Linked DNA regions of Sus scrofa: regions 1 and 2 are each linked to region 3. A link is a contact called in public Hi-C and HiChIP or PLAC-seq data. All regions are on one chromosome and are shown on one strand. The core of a region is the stretch at or near the end of the contact, and the rest is flanking DNA. Distances in the headings are between cores, read along the strand shown.

The links. A called contact is a pair of places that touch in the nucleus more often than the background predicts. HiChIP or PLAC-seq counts read pairs in DNA pulled down with a chosen protein or histone mark.
Region 1: a contact with region 3 is called in a Hi-C map of skeletal muscle, with 4 times the contacts expected there. The contact joins the promoter of TYK2 here to the promoter of KRI1 in region 3. A contact is called at or near these places in 1 of 5 promoter capture datasets (liver), 1 of 47 Hi-C or Micro-C datasets (skeletal muscle) and 1 of 2 datasets of contacts at active chromatin or transcription factors (alveolar macrophages).
Region 2: an H3K27ac HiChIP or PLAC-seq map of alveolar macrophages shows a contact between it and region 3. The contact joins the promoter of ICAM3 here to the promoter of KRI1 in region 3. A contact is called at or near these places in 4 of 47 Hi-C or Micro-C datasets (embryonic fibroblasts, liver, mesenteric adipose tissue and 1 more) and 1 of 2 datasets of contacts at active chromatin or transcription factors (alveolar macrophages).

The regions. Positions count from the first base shown.
Region 1 is chr2:69,182,082-69,184,781 of Sscrofa11.1, reverse strand. It overlaps TYK2 (tyrosine kinase 2), which reads left to right and starts at 1,376. Exons shown (of 25, transcript NM_001114670.1): 1 at 1,376-1,486.
Region 2 is chr2:69,148,917-69,151,616 of Sscrofa11.1, reverse strand. ICAM3 (intercellular adhesion molecule 3) reads left to right here and starts at 1,396. Exons shown (of 5, transcript NM_001145379.2): 1 at 1,396-1,742. The coding sequence starts at 1,652.
Region 3 is chr2:69,335,672-69,338,371 of Sscrofa11.1, reverse strand. It overlaps KRI1 (protein KRI1 homolog), which reads left to right and starts at 1,268. Exons shown (of 19, transcript XM_013987437.2): 1 at 1,268-1,502; 2 at 1,613-1,686; 3 at 2,438-2,543. The coding sequence starts at 1,409. CDKN2D (cyclin-dependent kinase 4 inhibitor D) reads left to right here. Exons shown (of 3, transcript XM_005654859.2): 3 at 1-944. The coding sequence ends at 347.

The DNA.
Region 1 (2,700 bases), core at 127-2,626, 150 kb after region 3:
AAGCGGAGTTCTTAGTGAGCTAACAATCCAACTGCAGCAGCTTGGGTCACTGCAGAGACACTGTGTGTTGAGGGATCTGGTGCTTCAGGTCACAACTGTGGCTCTGTGGCTTGGTTCAGTCCCTGATCTGGGAACTTCCATATGCCTTGGGTTCCACCATTTAGGGAAAAAAAAAAGACTCCTGCTGTATAGCACAGGGAACTACATCCAATCACTTGTGATGGAACATGATGGAAGATAATATGAGAAAAAGAATGTATGTATGTATAGCTGGGTCACTTTACAGCAGAAATTGACAGAACATTATAAATCAAGTACAATAAAAATTAAAAAAAATAGATAGGCCAAGGATTTATACATCAATGGTGGGAAGAAACTTGATCAGATATCAAGGATTGGGGGATGATCTACAAGGATTCTTTGCTCAGACTGGACTGTGCAGCCCAAAGGTAGGACTGGGGCTAGGTTGAGGGGTAGCCAGGAAAAGGCTCAGAGAGCTAAAGTTTGGTCAGGGAGAAATTCTTCCTCACTTCACTGTGCCTCAGTTTCTTTGCGGCTCCGTGGGTTAAAGATCCTTCATTGTCACTGCGGAGGCTCAGGTCACCGCTGTGGTGTGGGTTTGCTCCCCGGCCTGGGGAACTTCCACATGCTGCAGGCACGACCAAAAAAAATTTTTTTTAAATAAAATAAAATAGATAATTTAAAAGAGAGAGAGAGCCCTCAGAGGACTACAGATGAGATAAAGTGTGTAAAAAGCTCAGCGCATAACCTTCTCCGTAAATGGCAGGGACGTGCTATGTAGGGATCAAGTGGGATGTCCAAGCTGCTACCTAGAGAGCAAAGAGGCTTCAAAGGACGGAGCTACAGGCGATCAGAAAAGGGATGTGAGCAGGTGGCCGGAAATTCCTCCTGTGGAGGAAGACGTTCTCACCCTCAAAGCAAGGCTGGCCTGGCAGATAGGGAAGAGGCTGGATGGAATGTAGGGCCATCTGGCAAGGGGGTTGTAGGACTGAATGGCGGCCCGCTGCAGCCGTAATCGCCGAAGTGAGGACCTAGGCTTGCACCAGATTCGGGTGCGGAAGCCTGACTTGGGTCCACCAGCAGGTGGTTAACAAGTCGCTGAGACTCCGTAAGACCTCATTCCTCCTCCCGAGGCGGAGCGAAAAGTGAAGCCGGGACCAATAGGAGCGCCGCCCTTGCAGAGAAAGGGCGGAGCAGAACGGCGGCCAATGAGTGTGCCTGTTTCAGGCAGCCAATAGGAGGAGGTGTCCCAGCTGCGATCTAGCGGCGGCGGCCCGGGGCTGTGGGGCGGGGTCCCGGGTTCGAGCCAGAGTTCCCGCTAAAGGGTGAGTCTAGATCGGGGCACGTGGGGGCGCGCCCAGGAGATCTTCAGGAATGGCGTGGCCGGCGGGAGATCGGAGACTGACTACCCTGGGCAGGAGGTGGGTAGAAGCGCCCACACTGCCTTAAGACTGGTCTTTACCCGGTGGGTGCACGTCGCGATTTCTGCCCCTACCATCGGGGTTTGGAGGTTTCAATGTTGCGGGGTGGGGGGTTGCGGGTCTCACCCAGATCCCATCTTCAAAGCTGGGTCTGGGCCCAATGGTAACGAGGAAGGAGGAGATGGTCACCCCCAAAGCCCTATCTCCAGGATCTTATTTCGAACGTTAATAAGATAATAATATAGAACATTTGTCGATCGTGTATTGCATTCCAGGCCTTGTGCCGAGCTCTTTCCCTGCCTCACCTCGTTGAATCCTCCCAACAACCCTTTGAGGGAGAGACTGTTATATGCCCACTTTCCAAATGAGGAAACAGGCTCAGAAAGGATTCCTGACAATCCGACATTGTGCTATTACAATATTCTTTTTTTCCCCATCACTGCTTAAATCAGTAATATCGGTGGAATTGCTGACAGCCCCTCTGGGAAATACTGGAGACCTCAGGGGGCCTTGGCCCTGGGCCTAGCTCTCAAAAAGTTCCAGACTGCTGGGAAGAGAGCTGAGCACAGCCCCTCCTCCACTCAGGGAGCCAGCAGGGCCTGCATGTCGCTCCTGGGGATGGATGTAGGAGGCAGTAATCGTGGCTTGAAAGAGGCAGAAGGATTATGATGATCAAACCAATAATTACTTCATTCTTGTTTTTATATGTTATTTTTTCATGTCTATGTCAAGGTACTAAACTGAAACAGGCAGAACAGTGTTGAAAAGGCACAGATTCATTTACAATGTCAGTTTTTTGTTGTTGCTTTTGTTTTTTTGGGTTTTTTTTAGGTCCACACCCACGGCATATGGAAGTACTCAGGCTAAGGGTTGAATCAGAGCTATACCTGCCACTCTCTGCCACGGCTACAGCAATGCCAGCCTCATCTGTGACCCACTGCCACAGCTTGCCACAACTCGGGATGCTTAACCCACTGAGCGAGGCCGGGGATCAAACTTGAGTCCTCATGGACACTGGTTGGGTTCTTTTTTTTTTTTTTTTTGTCTTTTTTGTCTTTTGTTGTTGTTGTTGTTGTTGCTATTTCTTGGGCCGCTCCCGCGGCATATGGAGGTTCCCAGGCTAGGAGTTGAATCGGAGCTGTAGCCCCTGGCCTACACCAGAGCCACAGCAACGCGGGATCCGAGCCGCGTCTGCAACCTACACCACAGCTCACGGCAACGCCGGATCGTTAACCCACTGAGCAAGGGCAGGGACCGA
Region 2 (2,700 bases), core at 147-2,646, 190 kb after region 3:
GTTCCAGGTGAGAGGAGAGGAGGTGTGGCCTCAGGGATTCGGAGAGTAGATGAATGCTGAGGAAAAGCACATAGGAAACAGCAAGTGTTGACAAGGATGTAGCGAAACTGAAACACTCATGCTCAGCTGGTGGGAGAATGCAGTGTCGCAGCCACTGGGGAAAACACCATCATAGCCCTCAACAAAGTCCCTCTCTGGAGCTCAGAGCAGAGGCACAGGAGACAGGTCAGTGGTCTGAGAAATGGAGCTGATGGAGGGGATATGCCCACCCGACCCCCACCCCGCAGTCCCTTCTCTTGGATAAAGACCACCTCTCTGGAGGGAAGGGCAAGGGGGGATGGGGATAGGGGGAAGGGGTTACAAATAGCCCCTTGGCAAACGGTGGTTCCAGATTTAGCCATCTCCACACACCCCACCTCGGCACTGCACCCAGGGAATGTGGGGACCTTCCCCCAAGACCCTCAAAGGTAAGGGGCCCTGGGAGTTCCCGTTGTGGTGCAGCAGAAACGAATCTGACTAGGAACCATGAGGTTGTGGGTTCGATCCCTGGCCTTGCTCAGTGGTTCTGGGACCAGCATTGCCATGAGCTATGGTGTAGGTTGCAGATGCGGCAGGGATCCTGCTTTGCTGTGGCTGTGGCATAGGCCAGCAGCTACAGCTCCGATTCAACCCCTAGCCTGGGAACCTCCATATGCCGCGGGTACAGCCCTAAAAAGACAAAAAGACAATAAATAGGAGTTCCCGTCGTGGCGCAGTGGTTAACGAATCCGACTAGGAACCATGAGGTTGCGGGTTCGGTCCCTGCCCTTGCTCAGTGGGTTAACGATCCGGCGTTGCTGTGAGCTGTGGTGTAGGCTGCAGACGCGGCTCGGATCCCGCGTTGCTGTGGCTCTAGCGTAGGCTGGCAGCTACAGCTCCAATTCGACCCCTAGCCTGGGAACCTCCATATGCCGCAGGAGCGGCCCAAAGAAATAGCAAAAAAAAGACAATAAATAAATAAACAAAGGTAAGTGGCCCCCATAGGAATCATTGGGGCAGCCAACACAGAGCCTGGCACAAGTGCCCAATCAGTGTGAGCTCTGTTCATTGTCATGGCTTCACTCATCTTAGGCGGTCTCTCATTATCACCTCCAAATCTCTTCTTTGCCCCCCAGGAAGGTTGAGATCTCATGCTAACTCCTCAAGTCTGCTCATGGTTGCCTCCTTGAAATGTTGCCTTGAAGTCCCACCCTATCTATCACTTCGAGGCAAGTGTCTGAATATCCCCCAGTAACTTCCTGCTTGGGACAGAGCATCTGCCCCACTTCACCAAAGTTCAACAGGAAGATGTTTCACACCCCTCCCCCTAAGGCTTTCCAGTGCTGTTAACAAAGGAAGATGATAGTGTTAGCACTTCCTGTGGGTTCATGTGGGATCAGGGTTTAACTGAGGTCTGCCCTCTCAGAGGCTTGCCAGAGCCTTCCACCCCATTGGGCCCCCCAACTCGGAACCCCGGGGGGGACAGAGTATCCCCTGCCCCTCCCCAGGACTGGACAAGGTGCGGCCCCTGGACTGCAGCCTTCGTAACTGCAGTGACTGTGCTTCCTTCCCCTGGGTGACTCGCTTGCTCCGTGGTAGCCAGCACCTCATTAAGGCAACTTCCTCCTGCAGGATGGCCACCATGGTGCCATCGTGGCTGCCGTCCGGGGCCTACTGGATTTTCCTCATCTCTCTGCTTCTAGTTGCCTGTCTACTACCCCCAGGTGAGGTACAGGGGAGGGCTGGAATTGGGGAATTGGGAGGGGAGGGGAAGGCCCACAGAGCATCTCACACCCTGCTGCCTGGGGCTGTGGTAACTTACGCTTTTTTTTTTTTTTTTTTAAATGAGAGTTGCAACGTTTATTTCAGGTTCTCTCTTTGGGTTTTTTTGTATATTTTTTTTTCTTTTTTGCCACACAGGCAGTATGTGGGAATTCCTGGGCCAGGACAGCAGCACAGCAGCAACCAGAGCCACAGCGGTGAGAACGCAGGAGCCTCAACCTGCTAGGCCATCAGAGAACTCCCAACTTACGCTTCTTTAGCTCTGATCTGCTGGGGGGCTCACCAATGTCCTTGGGAGAGAGTGATGGCTCCTGCACTCAGCCCTCAGGGCTCCCTAAGGCCCAACCCTGCATTTGACTTGTTCCCCGCCACCTCCACAAAACACACACACACACAAATGCACATACATGCATGCGAACACGAAAACACGCATGCAAACACGAAAACACACATGCACACCTGCACCTCTCCCTGCTCCATCTGGAGCCTCCACCTCTGCCTGTGCTCTTCCAGCTGCCAGGATCACCCTTTCACTTGGATAACTCCTTAAACCTTTAAAACTGGCCACATTGTAATGTATACAAGTAAGGATAACCTGACCCCCTTGCTGTACAGTGGGAAAATTAAAAAAAAAAAAAAAACTGGCCACAGTGGTCCTCTCCTCCAGGAGGCCTTCCCTGACTCACTTTCTCCTGGTGACTGGATCAGGGTCTCCTCTGGCCTCTGTCCCAGTTCTCTTGCGTTCCTGGTTCATTGAATGTATTTCTCCACTAAACCGAAACACCTGGAAGGCAGGGACCATCTCAACAAGAGGAGGTGCCGAATGGTGGGGCCTGCTGCAGATGGGATGCGTGGGTTGCGGGGCATTGGAGCCCCCAGCAGAGTTTCCCTTAATTCTTG
Region 3 (2,700 bases), core at 19-2,518:
GCAGCCCCACCATCGCCCAGGAGCTCCTGAAACAAGGTGCCAGCCCCAATGTCCAGGATGCTTCCGGCACCACTCCGGCCCACGATGCAGCCCGTACTGGATTCCTTGACACCCTGAAAGTGTTGGTAGAGCACGGCGCTGATGTCAATGCACCTGATGGCACCGGGGCACTCCCCATTCATCTGGCTGTGAGAGAGGGCCACACCTCTGTGGTCAGCTTCCTGGCTGCTGAATCTGATCTCCATCACAGGGACGCCAGGGGGCTTACACCCCTGGAGCTGGCAAGGGGGAGAGGTGCTCAGGATCTCATGGACATACTACAGCGGCACACAGTGGCACCACTGTGACCTGGGGCCACCCAGTCCAGCAACAGGACCCGGCTGGGTTCTGTGTCAGAAGAGAAGGGAAGAAACACTTTCTCCCTTAGCTCCTCCTGCCCACTGCCGAGGGGCACAAGTTTGTGGCTTGTTGGTGTTGATTTCTGGGGTGTGTGTGTTTGAGGTGCATTTCTCATTTTTTTTCCTCTCACCCCTTTTGGTGTATTGGGCAGAGAAGGGCTCCTGCAGGCAACAGCCACCTAAACGGTTCAGTTTCCTCCACCCCCCAGACTGCTGGGACTACAGACAAGTCCCAAGGGCAGAGCGTTTAAAGCCCTAGCTCCAGAGTGAGGTCATTCCTTCCAAGGCTCCTGGAACCTGTCGACCTTGGCCAGCTATACCCAGAGCTAGACCTCAAGTGTGCACACTGCTTTCGGGCATGGGGGAGGGGGGTGTTCCAAATCAGTAAAAGGGTAGTATGAGTTCATTCATATTTTGTTTAAAAGCTTGTTTTCCAGTCCCTTGTACAGCGTTAACACATTCTATTTATTAAGCTTTATGGAAAAAATTGTTGTGTGTGTAATTTAATGTTTTTACCCATTAAATTAAGACTTGTGCATGATCATAGCGCCAGTGGCTTCTGATTTTTGAGGCTGCGATGGAGAGTCGTGCATTCAGGATGTTTGTGGGGGTGGGCACCCAGGTCGCGGATCGTGGGTCCTTTGGCGGAGGGGCGAGAGTGGTAATTCCCAGGGCGCAAGGGGTGAGTGAGCTGGGTGGGGCAGCGGTTTGCGCTGTCGGAACGGAAGGGAGGCAGGAAACCGCGAGTGGAGAAAGGGCCCCCAGATGTCAGCTGGGTGCCGGGAGCCCTGGGGGTGGGGGAGTGGGGTGGGCGGTGGCCGTAGCCTTCCCTGCAGAGGCGTGGCCCATGGGTGGGGACTGCCGTCACAGGGCTTGGGATCCCGGAAGGGCCAGGGGCTGGGTTAAGTGCCGTCCACGAGGCTCCGCCCCATTTAAAGCTAGCTTGCTAGGGAGTAGCCCCGCCCCCTGGGGCGCCCTCCGTACGCTTGCGCAGTGTGCCCAGAGCCGCCATGCCGGAGCCGCGCGGGTCGTCGCCCCTGCGGGTGAACGCGGCGTTTGCTGCGCGGTACGGCCGCTACCGGGAGCGCGAGGAGCTGCAGCGGCGTGAGTGCGGGGCGCATGCGCGCGGGGCGCCGGCGCATGCCGGGCGGTCAGGAAGTGGGCTTGATCTGGTCCCCCAGGCTGACCTGAGGGCTCCTATCTGTGCCCCACAGTCAAAGATCGCTACGGAGACCAGGACGGCAGTGGCGACTCCAGCTCCGAGTCTGACTCCAGCGATGAGCGCGTGGTGAGCTTACCCGCTTCCGTCCTGAACTTGGGGAGGCTTCCAAGCACACCATCCTTGCCCGGCTTATAGGGAGCTGCTTACCCTCATCACCAGCGCGCCGAGGGGAGCTTTCAACTCCCGCCCTTCATTCCCTTGAGAGCCAGACAGCGTCCTCCCCATCCCCAGGGGGTGGCCAGATTCCCCCTACCTCCCCCTTCTCACCTCGGAGCTCCTGGCCCATCTTGATCTGTGAGGTGTAAACTGTCTGTCCACCTTTTTGTCCCTAACAGTCTAACCCTTTCTCAACGCCTGCCGCTCTCCCCAAAGTGGGGCATCCCTCTGCCACATGGGGCACCCACCTTTTCCCCATAGCAGCCCTGATCTTCCCAGTCTCCCTGAGTGGTCCAGCCCTTTCTCTCCATTCTTCCTGTGCCCTTTCTGCCCACCTAGCCCCGTGTCCTGAATCCCTTACTGATGCCAGGAAGTAACCTCTCCTTACCCACTACTTCCATTTCATATCCTGTACATATCCTATGTGTGGACCACCCCCAAGACGGCCCCTCTCCCTCCTCCACCCGTTTGCCCCCCTCTTCCACTCAGATCCAGACCTCCACCCCCCACCTGCCTCTCTAGCCAGATTCCCCTTCCTGCTTCTTAATATATGCCCCTCCCCCACCCTAATTCCCACACCCTCTCAGCCCACCTACCCCTGGTGCCCTCATCACCAGGTGCCTCCTTCTGAAATCTGTCTCCACCTCTTTTCCTGCCCTAGGAATTTGACCCCCAGCAGGAGCGAGACTTTTACAGGACTCTATCCTTGTTGAAGAAGAAGGATCCCCGGATTTACAAGAAAGATGCCACATTCTATCAGAGAACAGGTCTGGGACTGCTCGTTTTTTTGTTTTGTTTTGTTTTGTTTTTGTCTTTTGAGGGTGGGACCGGCAGCATATGGAACTTCCCAGGCTAAGGGTTGAATCAAAGATGTAGCTGCCAGCCTACACCACAGCCACAGCAACTCAGGATCCGAGCCACTTC